Regions from separate parts of the Sus scrofa genome. Here regions 2 and 3 are each linked to region 1. The links are chromatin contacts, called in public Hi-C maps. All regions are on one chromosome and are shown on one strand. Each heading gives the region's core, a stretch centred on a gene start, on an enhancer-like site or on the middle of the called end of the contact. The rest is flanking DNA. Distances are from core to core; before and after follow the strand shown.

What was found. Hi-C and Micro-C count contacts between places; a contact is called where the count stands out from the background.
Region 2: a contact with region 1 is called in a Hi-C map of alveolar macrophages, with 4 times the contacts expected there. The contact joins the promoter of VPS4B here to the promoter of KIAA1468 in region 1. A contact is called at or near these places in 1 of 5 promoter capture datasets (fetal skeletal muscle), 2 of 47 Hi-C or Micro-C datasets (alveolar macrophages and heart right ventricle) and 1 of 2 datasets of contacts at active chromatin or transcription factors (alveolar macrophages).
Region 3: a contact with region 1 is called in a Hi-C map of heart right ventricle, with 7 times the contacts expected there. The contact joins the promoter of PMAIP1 here to the promoter of KIAA1468 in region 1. A contact is called at or near these places in 1 of 47 Hi-C or Micro-C datasets (heart right ventricle) and 1 of 2 datasets of contacts at active chromatin or transcription factors (alveolar macrophages).

What each region holds. Positions count from the first base shown.
Region 1 is chr1:159,316,262-159,319,437 of Sscrofa11.1, forward strand. KIAA1468 (lisH domain and HEAT repeat-containing protein KIAA1468 homolog) reads right to left here and starts at 1,414. Exons shown (of 29, transcript XM_005654481.3): 1 at 628-1,414. The coding sequence starts at 1,147. PIGN (GPI ethanolamine phosphate transferase 1) reads left to right here and starts at 1,473. Exons shown (of 28, transcript XM_021099782.1): 1 at 1,473-1,623.
Region 2 is chr1:158,231,503-158,234,955 of Sscrofa11.1, forward strand. VPS4B (vacuolar protein sorting-associated protein 4B) reads left to right here and starts at 1,537. Exons shown (of 11, transcript XM_003121699.5): 1 at 1,537-1,817. The coding sequence starts at 1,791.
Region 3 is chr1:161,186,406-161,189,639 of Sscrofa11.1, forward strand. It overlaps PMAIP1 (phorbol-12-myristate-13-acetate-induced protein 1), which reads right to left and starts at 1,733. Exons shown (of 2, transcript NM_214147.2): 1 at 1,493-1,733. The coding sequence starts at 1,556.

The sequences.
Region 1 (3,176 bases), core at 164-2,663:
GGTAGATAGAATTTGCCCGCCCTCCACCCTAGGCTTCCTAAAATTCTGGAAACCTACTGAAATTACGGAACTGAAATGGAATTAAATTGAGTTTATTTAAACAGAAAAAATTTTACCAGCAAAAAACCTAACTTTTAAGTAAGTCATCCTAAAGACAAAAGGTCTTCAAGTGGATCTGACTTTAAGGGCTAGCAACATTTCCTATTCTTTTCCCTCTTGATTCTGAGTCAAATAATTACTGCGAACAATTAAAGGAACACTTTTTCCTGGTAGTGGTGATTCAGGAGATTGTCGAAAATGGAAAAATGATTAAAGCGATAAACCAGGTTGCAAAGAAGTCTTTCTGGAGTCACGTAAAGCCAGTGAACTGGAAACTCTGGATAATTAATAGATACACACCAAGAGCGGAGCCAGGAGCAGGTGCAAGTCCAGCCAAGAGTTGGAGGCGGGCAGAGAACAGTCACTGCCATATCCTTTTGCTTCCACCACGAAAGACTACCCCCAACCCGAACCGTCTCTCTCTGAAACGTCCCTAATACTCAGTACCCGCCCAGAGGTACCCCCTCCTCCACAAGAACCTCTTACAATCCCAACTGCCCAGACAAGAGGCAGGCTGCTTTCACTTACTGAGCTGTCCCCCACCCGATGTCGTACTCGGCTCCCGACCTCCTGCGCCTCCAATGCCAGCTGCTCCAGGGATTCCCGGCGCCCCCATCCCAGGCGGGGTCCCACTCTGCCTCTCGAAGTTACCAGGATTGGAGAAGTAGTCGCGCAGCCGGGGCAGCTCGCGGCCGCTCTCCAACAGCTCCGTGTGCAGCTCCAGGGCTGTCAGCAAGTATTGATCGCGCAACAGCTGAGCCGCGATCGCATCAATTGACAATCTGGCGGGGGTCTCCCCGGTGCTCCCTAGTGTCACTGCAGTCGCTGACCCCTCCCCAGGGAGCCCTGGTCTTGCACTGCTTCCTAAGGCCACGGGATCCTGGGGCGATAGCGAGTCTGCAGAGCCAGGATCTAGGCCGCTCCCAGAACTGAGCCTAAGTCCTGCCCGCCGCTCGTCGGTCGCTGAAACCTCGTCGTCGTCCTCGTCTGAATCGCTGAGGAATGGATTCACGCCGCCGCCACCACCTCCAGGCGCCATCGCCGCCATCTTACACTGTCAGGAGTGTGGGCGCCTCCCTGTCTGGATCAGACAGGCCGCAGCCTGAATTCCAGCTAAGCTTGAGCAGGCACTGTGCACCTCCACAGCCCCGGCCTCACTAGGTCCCGCCTCCTCACCTGGAGACAAGGCCCAGGCTCGGAGGCAAATGGTCCGGATGCAGCGCAGTAGCAACAGCAGCAGCCGCTGCCTTAGCAGCAGCTGCACCAGCAGCCGGGCTCTGCAGGCGTCTTCCTGGTCCCCAGTCTCGCGAGAAATGGCGCGGGCCCTGCCCCTCTTTCTGCCCCAGCCCCGCCCCTCCCCGCCCCGCCCGTTCTCAACCCCAGCCAGCAAAGATTGGGAGCCCCGCTCCCAGCTCAGAGGCAAAGCCCCTCCCCCACTCCTATTTTATTGGCCGATGGAGGGGGGCGGGGACTGGAGTTACGGAGTACGGGCCCAAGAATTATCGCGAGAGCAGCTCTGGTCAGGTAAGTATCGGGGGCGTTCCACGATAAGGGGCAGTTATGACGGTGGCCTAGGAACGTTCTCTTGGCTTTCCTTTCGGGGACCTAGGGGAACTCTGCTACAGAGCTGGATCGGCCTTCGCGCTGAGAAGACCTCATTCCTGAGATCAGGCCTCACCTGGATAAGCCCAGGTAAAGTCAGGGGACTAGAGAGGAGAGGTGTGGTGGTTCTGAAGCTGGCCTCACGGCCTCTGACGCGCTGCTTCACTTTTCCTTAGGATACTTCGCTTTTTCTTACTGTGTGCTGCTAATGACATGTTCTCCGCAAGTGTAGCAAGTGCCCAGGGCAGGGGCAGCAGTCTGAATGTGGCTTCTGTTCCTTGCTTTCTCACCTTAGGCCTGGGGACCGCCTACTTACCACCGAGTTAGAGGTAGAGCGGTATGCGGTAGGGTGAGGGTATGGGAGGTGGAGGGAGTAAATAGAAGACAGAACTCAAAGGTTTGGTTGGGTAAAGTTATATTCCATTGAAGCAGTAAAGTATCTCCTTTAGCTCTGTGAAAAAATACAAATAGAGTATTCTTTCATATCCTTAGGGCACGTTATTGGTTCATGTAAATGTATGCCAACATTTAAATGTAGGCTTAATTTCAGTTTACCAGACTCGGTAAACTAAAATTTCATTGGAGTGAAGTTTTGGGTTTTTTGTTTTGTTTTTGGTAGAAGTGTTTTGATGTTGTTAGTAGTAAGAATTTGAAGTATTTTTTGAATAGAATATTAGCTCCTAATGTTTGAATTCTAAATTGTTGTGTGTCTGCCATATATTGAAGAAAAGCATGGGGAAAAAAATCCCAGATCTTAGGGAAATTATGTCAAAATAGGCTACGCGCTGTCCTGTTACATATTTCTTAGCAAAAAAGATTGCTGATCCTCATTGTAACTAAGTTTGTCAGAGAGATTGAAAATGGAACCAATGTAATGGAGGAATGGTAGGGATTAGGGAATGTCATGGAAAGGGCATGATTAGAAATGGATTGGCTATATACAGCATTTCCATGTCTGTAATGCGGCATTTTAGAAATCTTTTGTATTTAAGGTCCCTGCACTTAGAGTCCTCCCTTCAAGGATTATGCTTATTGAGCTGAAGAGCCTAAAGCTCATATCCCAGTTTTGGCAATTATTTGCTGTGAGACTTTAAAATTAGAGTTCCTTAATTCTCTCAGCTTCATCTGTCAAGGGGATACTCTGAAAGTTCACAGAATTAGGAATATGCTTGTCACAGTACCTGGTGCCTAGTATACAATAAATCTGTCGTTATAGTCAGTTATCAATTAATGTAATATTAGTATATATTGTGAATATTTGACAGGTTTTTAAAAATAAAGCAAAGCAAACCCAATGTCAAGTGTTTAGTAACTACAGCCAGAAAAAGCAGTCAAGTTAGTAGGCCCCAAAGGGACTATCTTTAATATAGGGTCTGATTTCTAGAATGAAAGTTGAAAATAGATTTAAAATGTATTTCCTCAGAGAGTTGTCAAAAGTTGTATGTAGAAGTTCTTCCATGATTGACTTCCTAAAA
Region 2 (3,453 bases), core at 287-2,786, 1.1 Mb before region 1:
CTGGTTGTACCTTCAGGCAAAAGCAAGTCTAAAAGTCACTAAGGAACCAGAGAGTTATTTTAAGCAGCTCAGTTTAATAGTTTAACTTTCATTTAGTGTCTACAATGTGCTCACATTCTAAGGGCTGGAGTCCTTACATTATTTTACCAGTAACTGAAAGGGGACAGAGGAGTGAGAAGAAGCATTGGTAGATGCAGGCAGAGGGCTTTATCTTTGAACCTGGATGACAGAGATTTGGTGATATCCTTCTGAGAAGGCAAGACAGAGAAGGAAGTATGAGGTATAATTAATTTGGCTTTCAATGTGTTGAATTTGTCTTGTGGGGAAACTATACAGTTTTTGGAGATCTCTGGGAGTGAACTGTTAAATACTGGGCAGAACACACCCTGGCCTGGAGATTGACATTGGAAGCCATTTCTATCCTGTTGTTATCTGGAGCCCAGGAAACGGTAAGAGGAGCAGAGATTGAGTAGTATGAAAGAGGATGCCGCACTCTTGAGGAAATTCTACCCTTAGGAATTAAGAATGGTAGAAAGTGAAGAGGATAGAGAAAGGACACTAGGACACTATGCAGAAGAGATTTCAATAACCGGGTAGTGACAATACCAATAAAAAGCAGGAGGGGGGTTCCCTGGTGGCCTAGCAGTGAGGATTCAGCCTAGTCACTGCTGCAGCTCAGGTTCCTGCCACCAGGGAGGTCAAAAAAGGGGGTGGGGGAGGGAAGTACTTCATTTAGGAGACGCCAGGTGATTAGAAAGGATTAGGAAGCTAAACTAAGAAAGGATGAAGAAAAACAGGACTGTGGCTGCAAACAACAGAAAAAAGGGTCTTTAGTTCTGCCAATAATCCCCGACTTCTGTGATCACATATAAAGCACTTAACCTCTCAGGCCATTAACTTTCCTTGTAACAATAACTGGAATAAGTAATATCTGATAAGAGTTGGGTGCAGCAGCCTGCATCCCCATTGGACTACCATAATGCCTTTGAAGACAGCAGCCATACATAACTTTTACTAAAGTTCTCCGGGCCTCCTAGAGCCTTGACAATGACCGTTGGGGAAATGTTCGTTGGATAAACTGTAAAGCGTGAGCAGTAACAAGTTCCAACGCATACTCAGACCTTCCCGCTCGCTTATCCCTGTGCAATGCGCCTAACCATGCAGCGCCAGCATTCTTCACAACCCGGAGTTAGGCACTGTAATTCCCCCCATTTTACATAAGAGTAAGTGTTAAGGGGCCCAAAGTCCCCAACCAAGACTGGATCACTTTTTTCATACAGCATCCACAGCCCGACAGAGCGCGCTCCATGACCTGGAGTGAAAGGAGCCAGAGCTAATAACAGCATTAGACATCAGGAAAAGGAAGAACACCGAAGGATTCTCAGCCCCCAGAGAGCCCCTCAGCCCCAGGCCGGAGTCTCAGTGCGTCTGCGCGCTGGCTGACTTCCGCCAGGCCTCGGGTAGGCTTCAGGGACCTCTCTCCCGGTCTCGCGAGGCCTGGGACTGAGGCAAGACCCGGATGGCTCGGGACAGGGTGGTGCGCATGTTGATGACGAAAGCGGAAGTTCTAAGGCCGGAGGTGGGAGTTCAGGATTGCGGAAGTTTTGTAAGGAGGGTCGGGCGGCTTTGAGATCGCGGTGCTGTTTTCAAATAAGTTGCGGAAAGGAGGCCGCTGTTGGGGGTTTGAGAGCAGCCAGCCTACGCACGTTTAGGGGTAACTCCGGGCCTGACTCGGCGTTGCTGCTGTTGTCTTCTGCCTCCCTTCCTCTTCGGGGAATCGCCTTTCCGCCATGGCATCCACCTCGCCCAACCTCCAGGTATCACTTTTCTCCCTCCCCCTGGAGAGCCAAAGCCGAGGGGGGCGCGGGGCGTAGGGTGTGGGGTGAAGTTAGGGGGCAAGGAGGAGAGAGGAAGCGGCCGCGCCCCTCTGGCCTGACGGAGGAGGGCTGTGCCGGCGTCGGGCGGCAGGTGGGCAGGTCAGGCCCTTTCTGCCAGCTTCCGGGGTCTCCCAAGCCCAGTGATTTTGTGGGAGTCTTGATTTTCATTAAGTTTTTTTTTTTGTTTGGGGGGGGGGCGAAGTGGCTTTTTTTTTTTCCTTTGAAAGCCAGCCGAGTTTAAACTGAACTGGGCACAGATTTGAACGAGAGGCGCAGAAGCTCCAATCAGTGTAAGGGAGAAAGGAAAGATTGTAATGTATCCAAAGCACCGACTGCTCTGGATTAGTTGAAAGTAGGGTGGTCCGACTTCTCTCCTAGTTTCTCAAGTTTGTATAGGAAAACCTTTCTTTTCGAGAGCTGTCAGGTGAATAGAAACGTGCAAACAGGCTCGAATTTAGAGGAATCGGTGAATTCATTGAGTTCCGCATTCATGTGCACTCACAGCTCCCAAAATGTAGTATATAAGATCAGAGAATATTCTTAAACTCTTTTGTGACTTCACCTTCCCATCCCTACCATAGTGAGCTCCGTGTTTGGTAAATAAATCCTGTAATTTTAAGATTTTAGACTTGTTAGATCTCTGTGGAATGGGGTTCACTGAGATGAGAATTTTGTTGTTGTCGTTGTTGCTTTTTAGGGCCGCACGCGCGACATATAGACGTTCCCAGGCTAGGGGTGGAATCGGAGCTACAGCTGCGCGCCTATGCCACAGCAACACCGGATCCAAGCCGTGTTTGCGACCTACACCACAGCTCACCACAGCGCCGGATGCCCTACCCACTGAGCGAGGCAGGCATCGAACCCTGATTTTTGTGGATACTAGCTGGATTCGTTTCCGCTGAGCCAGCAGGAGAACTCCCAGATGAGAAATTTTTGAGACAGTCACCAAAAAGAGGGTTGGGGTGCTTGTTTGGGACTTTTATCTTGAAAATCGACCAAAAATATTATAAAAATGTTTTATGTCTTTTGAAGTGCCCATCTTGCCTTTATCCTTACTGGTTTGTGAACAGTTAACTGCATAGTTTCATTCCATCATCTTTTTAAAAAAAAAAAAAAACTTTTTCTTTTGAAGTATAGTTTATTTACAATGTCATATTAGTTTCAGGTGTTCGGCATAGTAATTCAGTATTTTTACAGATTACACTCCATTAAAAGTTATTATAAGATAATGGCTGTAATTTCCTGTGCTATATACAATATATCCTTGTTGCTCATCTATTTTATACATAATCCACCATCTTTTCATTTGTCAAGACTGCGTGTGATTTGGGCATTCTGCAATGCAATTTTCATCTCTTTACTCATTTTTTTTTTTTGCTAGATTTGCAGTTTCGTTCTATAATCAGTTGTATCATATTTGAATTGGACTGTAGATGTTCTTCAGCGAATCAGCTCAAGATAGACCCATGTTAAAGGCATAGTTGCTAGTGTTAAACAGGGAGCTATAATGAGTTATAATTTTATCAGTTGTTGGGTCACAAGTGGGCTTTCTCATTCAACCTTTTCAGCCTTCTAA
Region 3 (3,234 bases), core at 483-2,982, 1.9 Mb after region 1:
AAGTATCTACAAAGACATGTTTTTTTCAGTGAGTGGAATATATTAACATGCTATCCTAAAAAACAAAAACAGAAACAAATTATCACTTAGCATACAATTTTGGAAGCCCTGAATTGTAAGAGGAAAAACTATCCCTTTCATTAAAAAGGGCAGATAATAGCACCTAGTTCTTTCCTTTTTGTTTTTTACATCTATAAATGTATTAATTTTTTGTTACATCTATAAATGTATTAATAAAAAATGTAACTGTGTGGTGATCGATGTTAACTAAACTTACTGTGGTAATCATGTCATAGTACACACATATATCAAATCATGGTGTACATCTAAAACTAATACAATGTTACATGTCACTTATACCTTAATTTTGGTTTTGTTTGTTTTTTTGTTGTTTTTACTGTATTACTGTCTAACCAAGTTTAAGAGGGACCTTTCTGCTGTCTCTTATTAATAGGGAGTAAGTCGGCTCTTGAAGATGATGGGAAATTTTTTGAAACATGGCCAGATTTCTGGGCCAGCACAAAAGACGGGCAAAGTTTCTTCCCTCCCAAGCAAGAGTCAAGAGAGCAGCCTGGTGCCAGCTTTGCCATGACCACACGGGCAATGCACCACTTCCTTTGAGCGGTCCATGGGCTCTAAAAAGTTAAACTAAGTATAAAACGGCCTATTACCATCTGATGTAACAGCAGTATGACCCACACAGATTTCCAGCTCAGAGACTTATTTGCCTTCTTTGCAACTGCTCCTTAGGAGCAGATGGCTGCTCCATTTGATAAGATTTATAAGGAAACCGACCTTAAATTATTTGATGAGGTACACGGATGGGGAAGGGCAGAGGAACGGGTGGATTGAAAAACATTGCGGACCAACTCCTGTTCTCCTACCCCATTTCTGCAGCTAATATCGATTGTTAAAATGTTACACTTCTAACAAAGAAGAAAAACTTTCTATTATCCTGATTTCACCAGTCCTTGTGGGACCTCCAACCCCTCCGTCAGTTTTTTGTGGAAGGCCTGTGATAGTATCAAGCATTATTACTGCCTGGGGTAGGGGGGTAAGGCTCAAAAGATCCAGAATACGGGAGGGAGAGGGCCTCCCTCAGAAAACGCTGGGAGGCCAGGAAGCTCCTGGAGCCTCTCTCGGCCCCACCCGCCATGGCAATGACTTTCTCCGCGTGGCTGGCGCCCGTACTTGCTCTTTTTCTTCCCATGGCCCAGGGGCAGAACAAGTGGGGATGGGAAAGCTGATCTCAGCATCCTCTGAAATGCTGCTGCATCCCAACCCTAAGCCGGACTCCCTCCCTGGTCATATCCACGGTCCGCGGTTAAACCCCTAAAGAACTTCCTGCCGGCGCCCCTAAAACATGTGCAAGGGCACAGCGCCGGCCTGACCTTGAGGCCCGGCGCACATGGGGTGACTCCGCCCGGACCGAGACCTCGACCCCAGCCTCCGCCCCGGGTCAGGATCTCCGCGGGCCCCAGCTGCTCTCTACCTGGCGGGAGGGCCACCCGCGTAGGGTTCGTCTGAGTGTTCCTACGAGACCTCCTTCCAGGCATCTCCGCAAACAGCAGCCGGAACTTTGCCGCAAAACTCCGAGAACTCAGTCCCCGGACCCGAGCACCTTGGCTCTGCAGGTAGCAGGCTGCGCGCGGGGCGGTCGGGCAGAAGCGAGCAAGCGGGAGAGAGCTAGAAAAGCAACACCCTGAACGCCCAAAAGCCTCTGAGGTTGGCGCTCCCGCCGCTGCCCGCGCTCCGACCTAATGGGGACTTCCCAGTGACGTAGAGAAACTTGACGCCGGGCCCGCCCCTGTCCCCGCCCCCTCGGACCAGCGCGCAAAGGGGCGGGGGGAGCGAGTAACTGGCCCAGCGCAGCGCGCGGTGCAGCGCGACCCGCCGGGACCCGCTGGCGACCTGCGGCGGCGCCGATCCGCGGCGGGGGGCGCCGGGAGCTTGGCGGGAGAGGCAAGGCCCAGCCTGGAAATTACTTCCTTGACAAACGAGTCAGCTGCAGACTTGTCGGGGTGTAGGAGTCGCGAGCGGAGAAAGGTTCTCCTAGCAGAAGGTTGGGGATGGGGAATCCTGGAGCTTCGTCCTTATCAGAAATGGGCAATTAGCGACGTCTGTAAACAAACCCCGAAAAGAGTTTAGAAGAGGACAGTTTTCAAACTCCGAGAACTTAGGAAGTTTCTGGGACGTGAAATGAAGAAAACTTTAATAACCATAGAGATGGTACCAGAAGCCAAGTGAGAAAAGTACCAGATTGAAACTGAAACTATTGGGAAATTGTTGCAAATTGAAAACTCGGAGCACGCGAGCAAACACTTTAGATTTGGGAGGGGGAGGGAATGTGAATGAGGGAGGGGGCTAACTAATTCACGGCTGGGTTGAAAAAGTAGAGCGTTTATTCCCCATGGGTCTCCTGACCATTGTAGATGTTTAGTAACACAAAAAAAGAGTAGGTCATCGTGTAGAAAACTTTCAATGCTTTGGTGGAGGAAAGAATGAGGAATCTGGGAATAGGAAGTTATTTGCACGATGTTTGGCTGGCACTTGAATACTTTTGTTTTTGTAAAAAGGAGGAGTCATTTGGAATGGTCATAGGTATTGAGGACCCCTTCATGCTAAGGGATTCCGCAGGCATTTCCTATTCTGTCCTCAGAACTACCCTACCAAGCTGGCATTCTTAGCATCGTGTGGCCACTTTAGATCGTGTGGTTCAAAAGCTGAAATTTGCAGAGATCGAGTTGCCTCAGCTCACACAGGCAGAGATCAGTGGCAGAATCTGAACCCTGGCAGGCCCATACCGAGCAAGCCCTCTTACCCACTGCCGCCTTACCAGGAATCAGTGTTTTAGAAAAAGAGTGTTCTTTTATTATCTGCCCTGAATAATGCAGAGGCTGTAAATTGGTTGCTTAGAGCTCCATGACTTTCTAGAAGTGCTTGGTTTGGTTCTCCGTATTGGTCTACCAGATGTCTTGTGAAAATTCGAATTGGTTTTCCAACATTTAAAAATGGAGAGATTACATTAAAAGTCCAGATTTCTGGCTTCCTTTAGGAAATCATTAGTTCCTGACAACGCAGGATCCGTTTTCCTAAAGAGCAGAGCGGGCTGGAGGCTGCCATTCCCCGTAGAGAGACATTGGGCGGGGTCACTCAGGTTGGCCACGCTCCCTGCTGTTTGTTTTTCTCATTTACTTGATCTGGCCCCAGTAGGCATTTGAACTTGTTTGTTTA